2 separate regions of the Pan troglodytes genome follow, and region 2 is linked to region 1. Evidence: chromatin contacts called from public HiChIP or PLAC-seq data. All regions are on one chromosome and are shown on one strand. The core of a region is the stretch at or near the end of the contact, and the rest is flanking DNA. Distances in the headings are between cores, read along the strand shown. Region 1 holds the start of TOPBP1 (DNA topoisomerase II binding protein 1). Region 2 holds the start of SRPRB (SRP receptor subunit beta).

Region 1 (4,026 bases), core at 777-3,276:
GAGAGAAAAATGGCCCACAAGGCCCTACATGACCTCTTTACCATTATTCTCTAACGCATTCCTTAGTACTCTTCCCCCATCCCTCACTCACTACACAACAGTACACTAAACTTGGATAGAGACTACAGGCACTTTCCCAGGGACTGTATAAGGTTGCTCTCTCTGCCTGCAACATTCTTCTCCAGATATCTGCAAGGCTATCTCACCTCCTTCACGTTTACTCAATATCTTTTTCTTCATAAAGCCTACCCTGATCACACCCTATTTAAGATTATAACCCCCTTCTCTTCCCACCCCAAGAAACATCCTCTGGAACACCTTAACGTGTTTTGCTTTTTTCTCTTCCTAATTTATCATGTCTGATTAGTGTCTATGTCTTCCTGCTAGAACGTAAGCTCTGAAAGAACAGAAATCTTTGCCTGTTCTCATCACTGATACATCCCAAGTACTAGAGAAGTGCCTATCAAATCATGAACACTTCAATAAATACTTGCTGAATGAATGAAGTTTAAAAAAATCTGCTACAAATGCTTCTCAAACTTTAATGCACACTGAAGATCTTGTTAGAAATGCAGATTCTAAGTCTGGGTTGGAGGCCAAGATTCTGCATTTCGAAGAAACTTCCAGGCCATGCTGATACTGCTGGGTTCTGTGAGAAGCAAGGATCTACATCACCCCTACTATCATCCAATTATTATACTGTACATAATAAAACATAATTTTTAACAATTAACCAAAAAATTTTCAAGTATGACCAGTACACAACTGACTCAAATTTCTACAGCACGCAAAGGACCACTCTGGCTAGGAGACAAATGAAAGCAACTTAATTTCCAAGAACTGTAGGTCAGCCACATTAAACAGCAATGTGATAATAGACTTCCAGCCCCCCGAAATACATAATGATGTACTTAGATCAATTCAAAAATATGTGATAATGATATATCTGTATTAATGTAGACTAGAAAATTATTATGAAAGTGAAATATCTACTTCTAAGACATAAAGCCCAACAAATCAAAAACACTTAAAAGCAAGAAAATGAATTCACGGTTTTAAGATGTTTTCAACTCTTACCTCGAGAGCTTTAAAAAAACATTTGGAATTGTCTGAAGACTTTAAAAACTTCACAAAAAACGGTTCTTTGTCATTTCTGGACATTTCTGAACTGTCAAAATAAAGGAACCATTAACAAGAACAAAACCACATTAGATATAAAGTTGCATGTTTAACCCACCTATTTTTCTGTGCAGACAAGAATGCCTAAAGACAGACATTCTGGCTCTGCCCGTGAATTCGTCAACGGCATTTGTAAGAAACCCTGGAACTTGGACAAAGCCAAGGTAAAAGATGACAACACCAATCCTTGCAAATCAGACAGCAAAATTAACCCGAATTGAATACACTGAGGAAGGCCCTGCTATGAAGGCTCTAAGCCCTTTAGGCCAATGGACATTCAATTGCACTTGTTTTAAGGATACACAGAGTGTATCTGTCCCTGCGGATACCCACGGCCTGCGAGGTACGTTCATCCCTCAGTAAATAGATTTTAAATATAAACATGGAAGCCAGTTAGCATGGTCTTGGCCCTGCATAAGGCTAGATGCTCCGGTTCCCATCTCCAGGAAAAGGCCTGGCTCTGGGATCACGGAAGCCACGTCCTCTCGGCGTCAAAGGCCCACCCGCCGGCTCCAGGGCCAGTTACCAGGACAGGAAAAGAGGGTCCTGAAGGCCACAGAAGGCATCGCGAACCCCAGTTGGGGCTGGGAAGGAGCTGTGTCCCCACTCCGCGCCTCACTTACCTCGTTGGAGCCTCGGGGTCTCCGGGCGGCGAGTCGGGGGACGCGCTGGCCGCAGGGCGGTGGCTGGGGTCGGGCGCCAGCCCGGCGCACAGCCCCCTCCCCCGACTCGGCGCCGCCCCTACCCGAAAGCAAACGCTGGAGAACCCGGAAATTGCCCAGAACGGGAACCGACTTTCGCGCCAACCGCGCGGCCGCGCTTGCCTTTTCCGGTGGAAGTGACGCCATCGGCAGCTGCAGCAGAAGAGCGGAAATGTCAAAATTGGAGGTGAGCAGTCTGGGGGCGGTGGGGCTTCAGGGAAAGCTTGGGCCGGACCCTTTGGGTTTAGGGCTTTGCTGGTAGGGCCTAGTCTCCGCTGCGAGTAGGCCCAGCGCCGTCGGTTCAAGAGGTAGGACCACAGGCCAGGAATACTCCTTTACTGTTAAAAAAGCCAGGGAAAGAAAGGATTTCCTCAATAGATATTTATTTTACACCTGTCTTATACCAGGCATGCACGGGAAAAGGTATTATCCAAAACAATTCCGTGAGGCAAATAGTGGTAGTTCCATTTTGTAGATGTAAAAACGGAGGAAGTTAAATGATGGGTTCAAGGGCACACGGCTAGTAGGTAGTAGAATTAATACTGCATCCAGGTCTTCTGACTACGGACTGGGTGGTTTCCCTCCAACACAGCAGGAATAGAATCACCGCCTAACACAGCCACAAGATGGCAAGGGAAGAAAGGATGACTTATTACACAGCTAATGCAAAGGGATCTTTGTCAAGATCTTCAATGGTCTCCCCTCCTCCTCCCCTTCAGTGGACATCGCCGTTCTCTTTCTCTGCATCTGCCTCAGTACTGGGGAGATTCTGGGACTGAACCTAAGGTTCAGATGGCAGAGAGCAAAGGGAGAGGGGATAAGATGGGCCTGCCAAACCTTAGTGATAACCAGCGGAAAACTGATTCGTTGTTGCTTCTTTTCATTTTATTCTTTTTTTAAAAATTTTTTTCTTATTTTATAAAATCTAGCCACTATACTAATGAGGATCATTTTATTCTTCACTGCTGAGATTGAGAAAATGACTTTGGATTTACTAATGTAAAAGTATAATACCATGTCCCTTGATTGTTTTTGTTTTTCTTTTCTTTTTAGAGCCTAAAGATAGTAATGAGCAGCTTGAGTCTTAAGTTTTTGAATACACCGATGGAAGGTGACAAAGATTCTTTGCTTGGCCAAACTTTAGTCAGACTCCTCAACCTTCTTGTAGGTTTATCTGTGCATTTCCTTGGAAAATCCAGTTAGAACCCTCTACCCTCAATATCTGATCAGGTTCCTCATCCTCTACCATTCAAGGTGATGTCTGATCACCTTGACCTATTTTCAGCAAGAAACCCCTTTACTCCTGAAGTTCCTTCTTAGTAATTTTTTATCCAGTGACCCCAAGCTTTTGTTCCTTGGCTATAAATTCCCACTTGCCCATGCTGTATTTAGAGTTGAGCCCACTCTCTCTCTCCTAATTCAGAATCCCATTGCCATGGTTGCTATACCTATCCTGATGGTCCTGAATAAAATCTGTCTTACTGTGCTTTAATAAATATCATTAATTTTTTTTTTTTTTTTTTTTTTACCCGAAATGAGTCAGAATCAATTAACACTGGGGCTCAAAGGTAAAGGCCTATTGCTGGGGGAAGGGTGAAGAAAGCCTTAAAAACAAAAAAACAAAAATCACTAGAGGTGGGAAAAAAAAAAAAAAAGAAACCACAGTTAATTGTTAAGGTGCAAATCTGACCTGAATCTGTAATAACAATTAATATTTCTAGGGCACTTTACAGTTAACATGGGACTCCTGCTCACACTATTCCCGTTTACTCTTTTCAGCAACCCTATAATAGATGGGTATCATTGTCTCATGTTATGGAGATGGGGAAGGTGAAGTTTAGGGACTGTGTCACTTGCCCGTGCCTTTCCTGACACACCACACTGCTCCTGGGCACGTGCTGTCTGCCCATCTCCGTGTGAAGTTCCACACCGGGGAGGGAGCCCATTCCTGGCATTTCTGGGCCAAGTAGAGACCTCACAAGAGAAGGAGATTCATAGATGCTGCTAATGAAGATGAAGAAAATGCACCCTTTAGCTTTTACCCAGCCGGAACTTGATACCAGAGGAGTGACCTGTCTTTAGAGTAAGAGTTCACCACTAGGGGGCAAGTTCTCCCATTTTGTGTCTCCAGATAAGCAGAGAGGGT
Region 2 (4,026 bases), core at 1,100-3,599, 140 kb after region 1:
AACAGCCAACATTGTTTACATTTCCCCTGTGGCCTGGCTTTTGAGGGTGTGCCTAAATCATATTGCAAATCTTCCTAATACAACCCTTAACATCTGTGTTTCACTTCTTGCCCAATCAAAAATATCTCTATCTAGCTACTCACTGACACATCAGTAATAAAGGCAGAGTCCCAGTTCCTTTTTTTTTTCTTTCCTTTTTTTGGAGGCAGGGTCTTGCTCTGTTGCCCAGGTTGGAGTGCAGTGGCATGTGATCACAGCTCACGGTAACCTGGAATTCCTGGGCTCAAGTGCTCCTGCCTCAGTCTCCCAAGTAGCTGAGACTGCAGGCATATGCCACCATGCCTGGCTAATTATTTTTTAATTAAAGAAAATGTTTTAGGCCGAGGTGGGTGGATCACGAGGTTAGGAGATCGAGACCATCCTGGCTAACATGGTGAAACCCGGTCTCTACTAAAAATACAAAAAATTAGCCGGGCATGGTGGCAGGCGCCTGTAGTCCCAGCTACTCGGGAGGCTGAGGCAGGAGAACGGCGTGAACCCAGGAGGCAGAGCTTGCAGTGAGCCGAGATCGCGCCACTGCACTCCAGCCTGGGCAACAGAGCGAGACTCTGTCTCAAAAAAAAAAAAAAAAAGAAAAAAAAAATGTTTTTTGCAGAGACAGAGTCTCACTATGTTGCCCAGGCTGGTCTTGAATTCTTGGCCTCAAGCAATCCTCCTGCCTTGGCCTCCCAAAGCGCTGGGATTAATGGCTGTGAGTCACCGGGTCCAACCCCAGTTCCTCTCTTTTTCCTTGTCCCTGTGCATGGTGAGGTTTTGTGTGGCCCTGAGTGGTATCAAGCTGAATAACAAGCAGAGAGGGATGCTCTAAAAGAAAATAATATTTATTCAGGAATAGGCATTGCAATGGGACTACGCATGCCATAGTCAACTATGTGCATATTCAGGGGGGTATAAAGGAAGACAAAGGTTTTTAAAGAAAAAATGAGTCAGATTCCATAATTGTTTTGAGATAATTATCCTTGGCTACAAGGATCAAACGGCAAGGATGGCATCAGTACTAGGTTGGACAGGGAGTTGCTGGGTAGCCGTCCTCACAGACGTATTTTTTTGTGTGTAAGGTTGCGATGGCCTTTGTGCAAGGCTGTGGTTTTTGCAGTCTTTTGTGACAGTTTTTGTCATCAGGCATGGGTGCATGAGAACCCTCCCTCCATGGCCTTTCACCAGCTCCATTTTTCTGATTAAAAAAAAAAATACAAGTGACTCCATTTTGATGCTGACAACTTTTTCAATGGCAATGTGCAACTGTAATAAACTTTTTTCAATCTTTCAGTGACACTGACATCTTCATGTCTCTACTCAGTCATACAATTAAATTAAATAATGTGTACATTTTAAAACAATGACACCTGTTTAATAACAGACACTGTGAACTGGGACCCTCTAGGCTGGCCACTTTTGGTGTTTTATTTGGGCCACAAGTTTTTGAATGCTTTCAATTACCTACAGAAAATTTCAAAAGTGGAAAATTTGCTATAAAAATCTGCCTTTATTGCTTCTCTTGAAAACTGGAAGAACTGGCCACCCAGGTCCCATAACACCTACCTGGCTGAATAGGGTCGGCCCCACTTTTAGCAGAAATAACTTCTGCAGTTTTCAACAGCCCCAGCTCTCCTGGGCGTTGATTTTCCTAGTTGCTTCCTTTAATGCAGACATTTGAGTTTGCAGCCCTAGATTGACAGTGTAGGGGCACTGAATTAGTTAGGGTTCCCACGTACATCGTTTCTTACACTCATTTTCTTCTGCACAGCACTTTTTTTTCCTTTAACCACTCGCAGATGCTAACTCATTCTTCAGGACTCAATTCCAATGTCCAGAAGCTTTTCTCTGAACTCATGATGGACTCCGCGTCCCATTATGTATTCCCACATCGCTCCGTACATCCATCTGTCACATCTCTTGTCACATTAAATTCAGATTAAATGTTTGTAGGATGCTTGAGTTCTTCACAAGTCTCACGTCACTTAGCGACGGTCGGGAAATCCCCAGTGGTAGTTTCGGGAGCCATTCATTCATTTTCTTCATTTCATCATTCTTTCAACAGTCATAACGTAGGTGACGACGACTGACTCATATCTTAAAAGATGTGTGTGTCCCTCGACAAATAACCTGTCTGCCCCTGCCGTTCTGTAGGAGGACGGAGTCCCAGAGAACTACAACTCCCATCAAGCACTTGGGGATCGCCCCGGCTGAGGGAGAGACTATGGCTTAGGAACCACCATTCGCGTGAGGCTCTGCTCCCCGCGCCTGCGCAGAGTGCAGGGCCACGTCGCTTTTGCTGTACCGGGGACCACGCGTCTCATCCATGGCTTCCGCAGACTCGCGCCGGGTGGCAGATGGCGGCGGTGCCGGGGGCACCTTCCAGCCCTACCTAGACTCCTTGCGGCAGGAACTGCAGCAGACGGACCCAACGCTGTTGTCAGTAGTGGTGGCGGTTCTTGCGGTGCTGCTGACGCTAGGTAAAAGGCGGCCGGTGGTTATGGCGGGTTCGGGGCGGGCAGAGGTACGGGCTTTGGCTGCACCGCTGCAGGCCGGGGACGCGGGGCTGAGAGGGCGCCTTGAGGGCATCAGGAGGGTGAGACCCACCCAGTCTACACCCCACCCTCTCGCCTGAAGCAGCGGCAGCAGCTGGGCGTTAAGGGGGATCCCGGGCAACCCCCGGAGTTAACGTCCTGGTCCTTGGGGCGCGGATTGCTCTTCGTCATCTGCCCTGTTAAGCTTGAGCGCGCTGTTCCTCGCCTTCCGCTGTTCTCACTGCAAAGACTCAGGGTCTTGACACCAACTTTCAGCCTCCCGTGTTTGCGTGCGGGCGCTGGGATACCAAGGCAGTGAGATAGCACCTGAGTCCCAGTCAGAGTAAGGACTGCAAAGAAAAGTTGACAGTTGACAGTGCCTGGCTGTCAGTGGATCCCTAACAACAGCAATAGTAACCATTATGATAAAAGTCAGTTCCAGGTGAATGAGGTGTTTCGTCACAGACTTCTGTGAATTTCCCCGCCCCAGCCATGCACATATACTGATTCCCAAGGCGTAATTTTTGTTGTTTTTCTCTGTCTATTCCACAGTCTTCTGGAAGTTAATCCGGAGCAGAAGGAGCAGTCAGAGAGCTGTTCTTCTTGTTGGCCTTTGTGATTCCGGGAAAACGTTGCTCTTTGTCAGGGTAAATGATTTCATTGACACCCCTGTTAAGCTTAATAGAAAATTTTATAGCATCCCAGTATTCCTGTCATCTCACGGTTTATTTTGTAAAAGAAGCTGATGCTGTTAAATTTGGGAGTTAATTCTTGACTTACTTGGGAGAACAAAAAGACTCGTAGAAACCCATAATTGAGAAATATTGATCATTTCTCCTTTTTTTTTCTGTTTACCCTTGCCAGATGCTGATATTTAGTCTTTATCACATTTAAGGGTTTTATTTAATTAGTTTCATTCCAGAATAGCAGAAGGCATAGAAGCTAGTGTCCTACAGTTTATAATTCCTTCGTTAACAAATTCTTAGGAGAGTTTATCAAAGACACTTTTTCACAGGGTGATCCTTCTTTGACATAGTGGGCTAGTTAGGCTTCTTTTTACTAATATTTATTTTTAATACATTTAGTATTTTTAACAGTGTGTTTTAATGTGGTGAATAGGAGAGGTTTTCTGCTTTTTAACTCTTCTTTTTGAGAGTATAAATTATTTCCCTTCCATTAAAGAAATACCTCCATTTTTTTTTTTTTTTTTTTTTTTTTTGAGGGAGTGTCTCACTCCAATGCCCAGGCTGGAGTGCAGTGGCGAGATCTCTGCTCATTGCAGCCTTGACCTCTGGGACTCAGATGATTCTCCCACCTCAGCCTCCGAATAGCTGGGACTACAGTCGTGCAACACTACGCCCGGCTGATTTTTTATATTTTTTGTAGAGATGAGATTTTGCCATGTTGCCCAGGCTTCAAATCATTTTTGATGGTTAAAAATCTTTACAGAAGCTTG

What was found. HiChIP or PLAC-seq counts read pairs in DNA pulled down with a chosen protein or histone mark.
Region 2: an H3K4me3 HiChIP or PLAC-seq map of stem cell-derived excitatory neurons shows a contact between it and region 1, with 6 times the contacts expected there. The contact joins the promoter of SRPRB here to the promoter of TOPBP1 in region 1. A contact is called at or near these places in 1 of 7 Hi-C or Micro-C datasets (stem cell-derived neural progenitor cells) and 1 of 1 datasets of contacts at active chromatin or transcription factors (stem cell-derived excitatory neurons).

Annotation. Positions count from the first base shown.
Region 1 is chr2:136,907,424-136,911,449 of NHGRI_mPanTro3-v2.0_pri, forward strand. It overlaps TOPBP1 (DNA topoisomerase II binding protein 1), which reads right to left and starts at 2,027. Exons shown (of 27, transcript XM_063806230.1): 1 at 1,803-2,027. The coding sequence starts at 2,027. LOC743715 (serotransferrin) reads left to right here and starts at 1,960. Exons shown (of 8, transcript XR_010155336.1): 1 at 1,960-2,067.
Region 2 is chr2:137,043,548-137,047,573 of NHGRI_mPanTro3-v2.0_pri, forward strand. SRPRB (SRP receptor subunit beta) reads left to right here and starts at 2,350. Exons shown (of 7, transcript NM_001280220.1): 1 at 2,350-2,516; 2 at 3,123-3,217. The coding sequence starts at 2,363.